2 separate regions of the Callithrix jacchus genome follow, and region 2 is linked to region 1. The links are chromatin contacts, called in public Hi-C maps. All regions are on one chromosome and are shown on one strand. The core of a region is the stretch at or near the end of the contact, and the rest is flanking DNA. Distances in the headings are between cores, read along the strand shown.

Evidence for each region. A called contact is a pair of places that touch in the nucleus more often than the background predicts.
Region 2: a Hi-C map of skeletal muscle shows a contact between it and region 1, with 5 times the contacts expected there. The contact joins two enhancer-like sites. A contact is called at or near these places in 2 of 3 Hi-C or Micro-C datasets (both in skeletal muscle).

Annotation. Positions count from the first base shown.
Region 1 is chr9:51,399,232-51,404,202 of calJac240_pri, forward strand. No RefSeq gene overlaps it. Among named protein-coding and RNA genes, the nearest start is that of DYRK2, 82 kb to the right of the region's middle. Within about 2 kb of position 1,275, at least 1 of the 16 cell types and tissues checked has an H3K27ac peak or open chromatin away from gene starts, as enhancers often do. A contact at or near this core is called in skeletal muscle, where this site is marked.
Region 2 is chr9:51,699,700-51,705,125 of calJac240_pri, forward strand. No RefSeq gene overlaps it. Among named protein-coding and RNA genes, the nearest start is that of DYRK2, 220 kb to the left of the region's middle. Within about 2 kb of position 2,447, at least 6 of the 16 cell types and tissues checked have an H3K27ac peak or open chromatin away from gene starts, as enhancers often do. A contact at or near this core is called in skeletal muscle, where this site is marked.

The DNA of each region.
Region 1 (4,971 bases), core at 25-2,524:
TTGTGGAGGCAAATAACACATAAGATTTTACTTACTAGAGAAGAAATTGGAAGGAGGAGACGGTTCCATTGTAGATACAATAAAAGAGAGAATGTGTCTCATTCCAAATCATTTCAGAGATGTAGATTGCTCTAGAAACCTAGAGTTTCATTTCAAGACAGAACACTGGTCTTGAAATGAAACTCACTGAGGAAAACTGGAAAAAGAAAGGCTTAAATACATTCCCTCAAAGCTCCCCAGGGCTTTTTTCTTTTCTTTTTAAAATTTTACTTCAAGTTCTGGGATACATGTGCCCATCTTGCAGGATTGTTACATAGGTATACACATGCCATGGTGGTTTGCTGCCTCCATCCCCCTGACACCTACATTAGGTATTTCTCCTAATGTTATCCCTCCCCAATCTCCCCACCCTCTGCTATCTTTCCACTAGCCCCCCATTCCCCAACAGACTCCACTGTGTGATGTCCCCTCCCTGTGTCCATGTGTTCTCATTGTTCAACACCCACTTATGAGTGAGAACATGCAGTGTTTGGTTTTCCGTTCTTGTGTCAGTTTGCTGAGAATGATGGTTTCCACATTCATCCATGTCCCTGCAAAAGACATGAACTCATTCTTTTTTATGACTGTGTAGTATTCCATGGTGTATATGTGCCACATTTAGGGCTTTTCTTTATGTCCAAGGCATTTCTGGTGGAAATAGCCTTAAGAGACAAGAGTATTGTTGTGAAAATTACCCTTGTTTCTTTGGACCATTGAAAACAATACTTACATACTTTAGTTCTTCCATGCATGCCTGCTTTTTGAGTAAAATTTATGTGTAAAATATTTTCATTCTCAGTTGGCAAAATCATTTAATTTTGCTATTCTTCTAAAATTTGCTTACTTATTCAATATTTCAGCAGTTTTGAAACTTCATAGCTAGATGTATTTCTTAATCATTTACATGAGATGTAATTATTGAGCTCCTACTAGGTTCTGAGGATACAGCAATGAAAAGGCAACCAGGCTCCTTACTCTTCTGAAGGTTACTTTGTAGTTGCAGGAGAGGAAGAACTTATACATACATACATACATAAATAAATAAATAAACCATAAAATAGCAGATGGTGCTAATGCTGCAGAGAATCAAAGTAGGGCAGTATGACAGAGAGGGACAGGTGGCTACCCTAGACTGACCGGTCAGGAAAGTCCTCTCTGATGAGGTTAACAGCTGACCTGAGAACTGAATGACAAGAAGGAGCCAGACATACAAAGATCAAGAAGAAAAAGCATTTCAGGCAGGGGCCACAGCCAGTGCAAAAGCCCAAATGCAGAATGACTGTGGCCTATTCTGGGGACAGGAAGAAGGTCAGGGTGGGAAAGTGGGATGGAGTGAGTTCAGAGAAATAGGTATGGACCAAATCCTAGTTCAGAAATGAGGAGCTATGGCCGGATGCTTGATTGAACTGGGAAATATCAGAGCGACCCGTTCTGATCTGATGCCAGCCTCTTGCAATTAATACTTCTCCTAATCTGTCCTCTTCCAAAATAGCCTGCACTTCAGTGACACATTAATTGACTCAACTTCCTTGTTCAAAAATTGCCTTATAGACACCATCTGCTTTATAGAAAAAGGTCAAATTATTTAACTTGACATTTACAGACCTCCAAAAACCTTACACTAGCTAACCTGCCCACCTTCGTGTCCCCTGCTCTGCGGCTGAATGCACTCCTCTAGCCAAACCTTTTCTCCGATGCTCCTTTTATCCTTTTTTCTCATGTCATTTTCTATTATTCAGCAAGAGTTTTTCCTCCTTTCACCAAATTTATGTCCACTTATATTCATTAAAATATTTGTGTAACTAGCAAAAGAAAACCCACCACAAAGTAGGTGAAACAAAAAGAAATGCCTAAGCTCAAGTAAACTGAAGGTCCAAAGTGAAACCCAATTCAGGCACAGTTTGACTCAGAGGGTCATGATGTAGTTTGCTCAGATTATCTTGGCTCCATGTGTTGATTTCATTCTCAGGCTGGCTTCCTTCGGAATAGCAAAAATGGCTGCAACAGTTCTAGACCTTGTGCTCAGCTGAACAGTGTTCCCCCCAGATTCCTCTCCACCCAGGACCTGTGAATGTGACCTTATTTGGAAATAGGGTCTTGGCAGTATAATTGTATGAAGATGAGGTCATGTTGGATCAGGATGGGTCCTAGTCCATGACTGGTATCCTTATAGGAAGAGAGAAATGTGGATAAAGAGACACAGGGAGAAGGCCAGGTGAGGACAGTGGCGGATATTTGACTGATGCAGCCACAGCCAGGGAACACAAAGGATTGCCATCAACCACAAGTTCGAAAGATGGAAGGGTTCCTCCCTAAAGCTTTCAGAAGGCACATCACGCTGTCAGCTCTTTGATTTTGGACTTCCAGCCCCTAGAACTGTGAGAGAATAAATGTCTGTTGTTTGCAGACACCCAGTTTGTGGTGGTTTCTTACAGCAGCCCTAGGAACCTAACATAGGACCCCCTTGCTCACATGTCATCCAGAAGAACAGAGAACCATGTATCTGGCAGCTCCCGTGGGAAAGAGGAAAAAGCGTACTTTCAGAAGCCTCAGCAACTTTTCCTTATTTCTCCTGTGCCCATGTCTGAATCAATCACTGCATCCAGAGAATAGCTGCCCCCTGGATCTGAAAGGACATCTCTTCCGTTCAAACCACATGGCAAAATGATGGAGAAGGGAGGAATCTCCAAAATCTCTGTTGTCAAGAAAAAAGGGAAAGAAATGCCAAGGGAACAACCAGCTTATGTCCACACTACTATTGAAGACAGCATGATTTTGGCTGGAAGTTACAGAAAACCTTTCTTTCACTGGCTTGAGCACTGAGAGAATGTATTGTTTCACACAATGGGTGATCCAGAGGCAGATCAAACTCCAGGCACCACAGGAACGGGCTCCAGATCTGCATTTCCCCTGTTCTCCAGCCTCAATCTTCCTGCAGGTGTCAGCTTTGCCTTCATGCAAGCTCTTAATACGGTCACCAGAAGCAACTGGGGCAAATGATGATGTCCTTTTCATGTCCTGTGGGAGAGAGTAGCAATCTGATGCCCAATTACGAAATAAACGTCTTTCCTCTTAGACTACTTGGACCCAAGCTTGGACAGAGTTTGCTTTTCCTGAGACAAGTGTGCTGCACTCCTGTGCCTATTACTAGATCATTGCCAATTGCTAAGGAACTACCATTTACTGATTGGCTTAAGCCTAGTTCCCTGAATGAATCATGAGGGAGGCGAGAGAAGAGAGGATAAAATTACTATCATTGCTTGACATTAGACTAATTAGGATTTTCCCTTGGAGCTTAAAAGGGAGTTTGCTTTCTTTGAGACAGGTGTACTGCATGTGGGAGGGTTTCTGAAATATGAAAAAATGAGTGAATAGATGCTGGTTAGGCAACTAATTTGGCCACCACACCATCCTTCCAAGTACATATTGGATCCTGCCTCCTCCACGAAGTCTCTCCAGATTACTCTACCCAGAAGCAAATTCTTAGTCTCTGAATTATTTCAGCACTTACTGCTCATCCTTATATTTCACATTTACCTTACATTCTTTTTTTTATTTTCCATCTGCCTTGAATTACCTTATATTTTTAATAATATTTTTATGTACATATTTCTCATCTCCTGATTTAAATCCTTAAAATTAGGGTGTTACCCTTCCCACTATGTTGTAATATATGTAGTACATTACCTTGCCCAGAATATTTTATGCTCAATAAAAACCTGTTGCTTAATTGACTTTTAACAAGCAAAAAGAACCAGGCAGCCTTTAAACTTAGCAATAGCAATATAGATCCAGCTCACTAACCCAATTCTTCCTTCTTCCTAATAGAAATCTCCCCTTGCTCATTATCTCCTAGGAGTCTTTCATGCAGACATATTGGTACTTCATCTGCATTTAATAAAATGGTTAGATTTTAGGCCTAATTATATAGAAACAGTGAAAATACATGACTGGCTAATATTTTGAGTAAAAATCTGAACAAGATACAAAAATGAAAACAGTAATATAAATTTCATCATGGAAGCTGAATACAGTAAAGGAAAGAAGACCTCTCTAATCGCCAAAAGGTGTTTTAGTCATTTTTTTCTATTTTAATGATAGGAATCACTATTATGCCTATCAATTCTAACTACAGCTTTTTCAGCATGTTCTAGGTCTAACCTAGCACCCAGACATGAATGTTATGAGTTCCACTGCTCAACACTATACCATTGAATGTGTATTCTCTCTGAAAAATGATTATATCAGATTTAGTAGCAGAACTTTTAGAATAACTTCTTAACTAAAATCTCAGTGATCTGGCCCTTTGATTATTAATTTATTAACAGAACTGTGACCACTTTGAAGATATCTTGAGAACATCTGAAATTTTATCTACAAATAAAGTTCAGTCATTCTGTTGGTTATAGTTACCATTAATGAAAAACATGTACTGTCCTGATCAAGACACTTACTATGGTTTGAATGTTTTTCCCCTCCAAAACTCAAGCTGAAACTTAATCCCCAGTGTAACAATATCAATAAATGGGGCCTTTAAGAAGCGATTGGGTCACGAGGGTTCTGCCCTCATGAATAGACTAATCCATTCATGGATTACTGGATTAATGGGTTAATGGATTAACGAGTTATTATAGGCTTGGGTTAGTTGTCAGAGTGTGGGTCTGTTATAAAAGCCAGTTTGGCTCTCAGTGCCCCTCTCTGTGATGCCTTCTGTCAATTATGACACAGTACGATGCCCTCACCAGAAGCAATCAGAGGCAGACGCTTGACCTTGGACTTCCCAGCCTCCAGAACTGTAAGACATAAATCTCTTTTTTAAATCAATTACCTAGTCTCATGTATTCTGTCATAACAGCAGACAACAGACAAATGCAATAGACAACCAGAAGCGATAAGAGAAGTCAATGTTTTGAAAAGAATTCATCTTCCAAA
Region 2 (5,426 bases), core at 1,197-3,696, 300 kb after region 1:
CTTTGGGAGGCCGAGGCGGGCGGATCACGAGGTCAAATCAAGACCATCCTGGCCAACATGGTGAAACCCCATCTCTACTAAAAATACAAAAATTAGCTGGGCATGGTGGTGCACACCTGTAATCTCAGCTACTCGGGAGGCTGAGGCAGGAGAATTGCTTGAACCCGGGAGGCAGAGGTTGCAGTGAGCTGAGATCACGCCACTGCACTCCAGCCTGGTGTCTGGCGACGGAACAAGACTCTGTCTCCAAAAAAAAAAATAATAATAATTAATTTCAGTGATTTCATCATTTACATTCAGTGCAACTAGTATCCTATTTAAGGTAATTCCAGAGCTTCAGTAAAACATCTCTGATTACCCTCTTCAAGTAAGAAATTCTGAGAAGATCAGATGATAGGGTTCAGTCATTAATTAATTCAACAACTATTGAACACATCTGTGTCAAGCACTATGCTGGAGTCTGGAAATTCAAAGATGAATGAGACATGGTCTCTACCCTTAAACTTGTCTTCAGTGTAGAGGAAGCCATAGGATGGGAAAATTGCTTACGTGGGGCAGTGCTAAGGCCACTGCTGACCTGCCTGAGCCAGCACTTCAGGTTTAGGCAGGTACCTAGACCAACAGCACAAGCATCACCTGGAAACTTGTTAGAAATGCACATTTTTGGGCTCTTCATACAAACCTACTGAATCAGAATAAGAAAAGAAAATCCAGCCATCTAGGTTTTAACAGGCCCTCCTAGGAATGCTGAGGCTCACTTTGGTTTGGAAGTCTCTGGTGTAGGCTCTGTTCTGAATCACACCAGGCTTATATGGAGGGCAATTAGCCATTCCCAGCCTTCTTCTCTAAAACTCCTCCTTCTCCTTTTAGGAAACTACCCAGATTAATGGGAAACATCGATCCAGAGCGACTACACAAAATGAAGTAATTTTCTCACATAATGGCAACACGTGACACCACTGCCTAGAATCTCAGAGATGTTCGTTTGTTTTATGAGACAGAGTTTTGATTTTATTCCCCAGGCTGGAGGGCAGTGGTGTGATCTCGGCTCACTGCAACCTCTGCCTCCCAGGTTCAAGTGATTCTCCTACATCAGCCACCTGAGTAGCTGGGATTACAGGCATGTGCCACTATGCCAGGCTAACTTTTTTGTATTTTTAGTAGAGATGGGTTTTCACCATGTTGGCCAGGCTGGTCTTGAACTGACCTTGTGATCTACCCACCTCAGCCTCCCAAATTGCTGAGATTACAGATGTGAGCCACAGACGGTTTTATGAAGATCAGTATGACAAGAACTAAACCGACCAGAACCACATCAGCATCAACAGAGGGAATCAGAAAGGATGATATCATTGTCTCCTTTATCAATCTGTTCTCACACTGCTACGAAGACACACCTGAGACCAGATAATTGATGAAGAAAAAAGGTTTAATTGACCCCCAGTTCCACATGGCTGGGAGGCCTCTGGAAACTTACGGTTGTGGCAGAACCCAAAGGGGAAACAAAGTACGTCTTGCATGGCTGCAGGAGAAAGAGCAGCAGAGGAAACGGCCACTGATAAACCATCAGACCTTGTAAGCACTCCTCACTATCGCGAGAACAGCGTGGAGGAACCGCCCTCATCATCCTCCCAATAGCCCCCAATCACCTCCCACCGGGACCCTCCCTCCACAGGTAGGGATTACAATTCAAGATGAGATTTGGGTGTGGACACAAAGCCACACTATGTCGTCTTCATTTTCCCCCCTGCCACTTGAGGAAAAAAAAAAAAAAAGAATCACATCAGTTTGACTATTTAAAAAAAAAAAAAAAAGGCAGGAGCTCCAGAGTTATTTCAGTGCATCAGAATGGAAAAGGGATAAACCGAAACAATAAACTTGAACGCTTAGGAGAATAAAGGCAAGTGGGAGTAAGATCACAATCTTGGCCTCGGAGTTCTGCAACCCTACGGTTGTTTTAAACAAATTAAAGCAGATTGCTTTCTTTCTGGAGTTCTAGGGAAGTGGATCTTGCCACCAGCAGACCGTTCCGAGCTCCTGGCCGCAGTTTATTGGCTCATTGCCACGTGTCATTAGTGACCTATTTTCCACTGCTGTGAAATCGGCGTTTCTCCCTCCACTCACTGGCTCCAGGCTGGCAAAGCTGACACCAGTGTCACAGAAAATGCAACCCCCTACCCTTGCCCCAAAAGGTGTGGAGAGCACAGTTTTTCTATGAAGATGTTGGCTTTGACCTGGGGCTGACTTGAGAGCCCAGCGGTCATGTCTCTTCCAAATAAGCTGCTGAACTTGGAATTATCTTGGCTGAATAATTAATCAGAACTAAAAATAACCCCAAACTGCCTGGGCTTTGCTTAAATCTACACAGGTGAAAGACGTAGTTTTTTTTTTTTAACGTAATTGCAAAACCCATATTTTGATAGGCTTTGCACAAAAAATATGAAAATAATTACCCAACATGCCAATTTGGGAGGTAATTTACAGTTAATCTGGCTCTCTTTTTAAAAAATGCCACCTTTTAAATTGCACATTGACTTCAGATTGTCAGTTCTTGGTGGATATGAAAAGCAGCCGAGAGTTGTACTCAGAATTTTCTAAGAATACCTTCAAACACAAATTCATGGGGAAAAAATATATCCGTGGGTATAAAGAGCTGCGAAAGAGCGCCTGTTACTAGGCAGATTAGACACTGAGCTGAGTTCCACAAGAGGGCGCTCTACCCATGCTTCCTCCTCGAAGCTGAGGGCGCCGCGTTTCGCCCCAGCCTTGGCTGCCCTTTCCTTTGCCCTTGTGCAATGTGCTCCCAAGAGCGAATGCTCAGTGTCCTGTGGAATGCTACTCCTGTGACCACTTTCTGGCTGAGATCATCAGGCAAATGTTATCTCTGTAACATCAGAGGAGCAACTTCAAATGAAGAGAAATCAAGCAAAACATTAAAAATGCAAGGGAAAAAAACAAATAAATGCATCTAAACTGCCTGCTCTCCATGGTGATCTAGCTTGTGTGTTCATTTTCTTGATATGAACTAGCTTGTGATGAAATAAAAATACGTCAATCACAGCAATCTTGTGTCCAGCCCGAATCTCCAGGTGTAGCTCCAATTAACCAGTGACCGTGGGCAGAGCTCTGGTGTATTCTGGGAGGCTAATCACCCTCACTGCCATTTCATTTCTCCCCACAGCACAACCTCACTTTACACCGAAGACAGATTCTATGAATCTGACTGTCATCCTAGGTGGCCAGTAGGCAACTCCACTGGGACCATTTCTTCCTGCTCTATGCTCCCATGACCTTCATTCATACTCCCTCTCCCTCTGCTAGAAACCTTCTTCTTTTACCTCCTCAAAGGTAAAAGGACCAGCTGGTGAACAAAAGAATAAATTTGCTCTATCTAAAGAGAAGCATTAGAACAAGGGAGGGAAAACTGATACAAGACAAATGACTTGGGCTCATCATAAAACACTAGGCAGTCGGCAGAACATTAAGAAGAGACTTCTACTCCCTGCCACACACATACCCACCTGCATACCTGAATGCCAAGACCAAGCTTCACCAGATGCCAGCAGCATAAATGAAAGGAGTCACTTCCTCCTCTGAGGCTCAGGCTTCTCAACTGGAAAAAAAAAAACCCATAATAAAAATATCAGCTCAATCGAGTGTAGCAGCTCATGCCTGTAATCCTGGCACTTTGGGAGGCTGAGGCGGGTGGATCACCTGAGGTCAGGAGTTGGAGACCAGGGTGGCCAACATGATGAAACCTGTCTCTACTAAAAAAACACAAAAATTAGCTGGGCATGGTGGTGCACACATGTAGTTCTAGCTACTCGGGAGGCCAAGGCAGGAGAATCACTTGAGCCCAGGAGGCAGAGCCGAGATCACACCACTGCACTCCAGCCTGGGCAAGAGAGCAAGACTCCTTTAAAAAAAGAAAAAACCTAATGAATTGTCACTCTCAAGCCAATGGGTAGCCATTGGGTGGCCTGGTGATGTAATGATTCTGTAAAAGAGAGGGTCCATAGAACACAAGTGTGTGATGTTATTTCATTTGCTGTGATGTGGGCTGAATAAGGGTCACAAAGAATAAGAGAAGAGCTGTGGTTGTTGGTGCAGAAATAAACACTATTCATCTTGAGACTCTCACCTCTTCCCCAGAAGTATCCAATAGAATGTATTAATGTGTATTACCTACCCAGTGTAGTCAGTCAATGTGTAATAAAAATGCTGAAGGCCACAGCTTAAATTATTAAAATTCTAGCAGGTATACCAGGTCCTGCACTTGAAAATGCATGCAAATCTCTTCATTTGAATAGTTGACTCAATATCATTAGTTCCACCCTATATCTTCTGGTTAGAGATCAGCTCTAATGAAGCCTCAGAAGCTGATGGTATTCCCATATAGGCTTGTTAGTGTCAGAGAGAGAACTCTCCCCTGACAAAAGTCTTCTAAGCCCTTAACCTAGATGTGTCACAAGGAGCATGAGGCATCATAACTCCTGGGACAATGACCCTAAATCCTTGTCCCACTGAAACAGTAACCCTATGTTCCTGTCAGTAGGAAACCCTTGGTCATTTGCTGTGGGCCAAGAGGAGGCTGTGGCTAGAGGAGTTTAGGAGAAAAACTTGGTTTGGCAAAAATTATGCAGAATGGGGACTTGCCAGACAGTAAGGGCAAAAAGAAGATGAATTCTAACTGGCTATGTGGTTGAGAGTCACTGAAATGGTCAGTTGCACCTTGTGGCCCTTGGCTCTCCAGAGGCAGGAAAGAGGATAAAAAGGTAGTGAACACCGGGCACAGTGGCTCACACCTGCAAACCCAACACTCTGGGAGACCAAGGTGGGTGGATCACCTGAGGTCAGGAGGTTAAGATCAGCCTGGCCAACATGGCAAAACCCCATCTCTACTAAAAATACAAAAATCAGCCAGGTGTGGTGCACATACCTGTAATCCCAGCTACTAGGGAGGCTGAGGCAGGAGAATTGCTCTAACCCAGGAGGCAGAAGTTGAAGTGAGGCAAGATGGTGCCATTGCACTCCAGCCTGGTTGACAGAGTGAGATTCCATCTCAAAAAAAAAAAAAAAAAAAAAAAAAAAAAGTATCCTAGCACTTTGGGAGGCCAAAGCGGGTGGATCATGAGGTCAAGAGATCGAGACCATCCTGGCCAACACGGTGAAACCCTGTCACTACTAAAAAAAATACCAAAAAATTAGCTGGGCGTTTGGCACATGCCTGTAGTCCCAGCTACTCAGGAGGCTGAGGCGGAAGGAGTGCTTGAAACTGGGAGGCAGAGGTTGCAGTGAGCCGAGACTGTGCCACTGTGCTCCAGCCAGATGACAGAGCAAGACTCTGTCTCAAAAAAATAAAAAGGTAGTATAAATACCTAGAAGATGAGCCCTGAAACCAGCAGAGGCAGAGAGGTCTTTCTGGC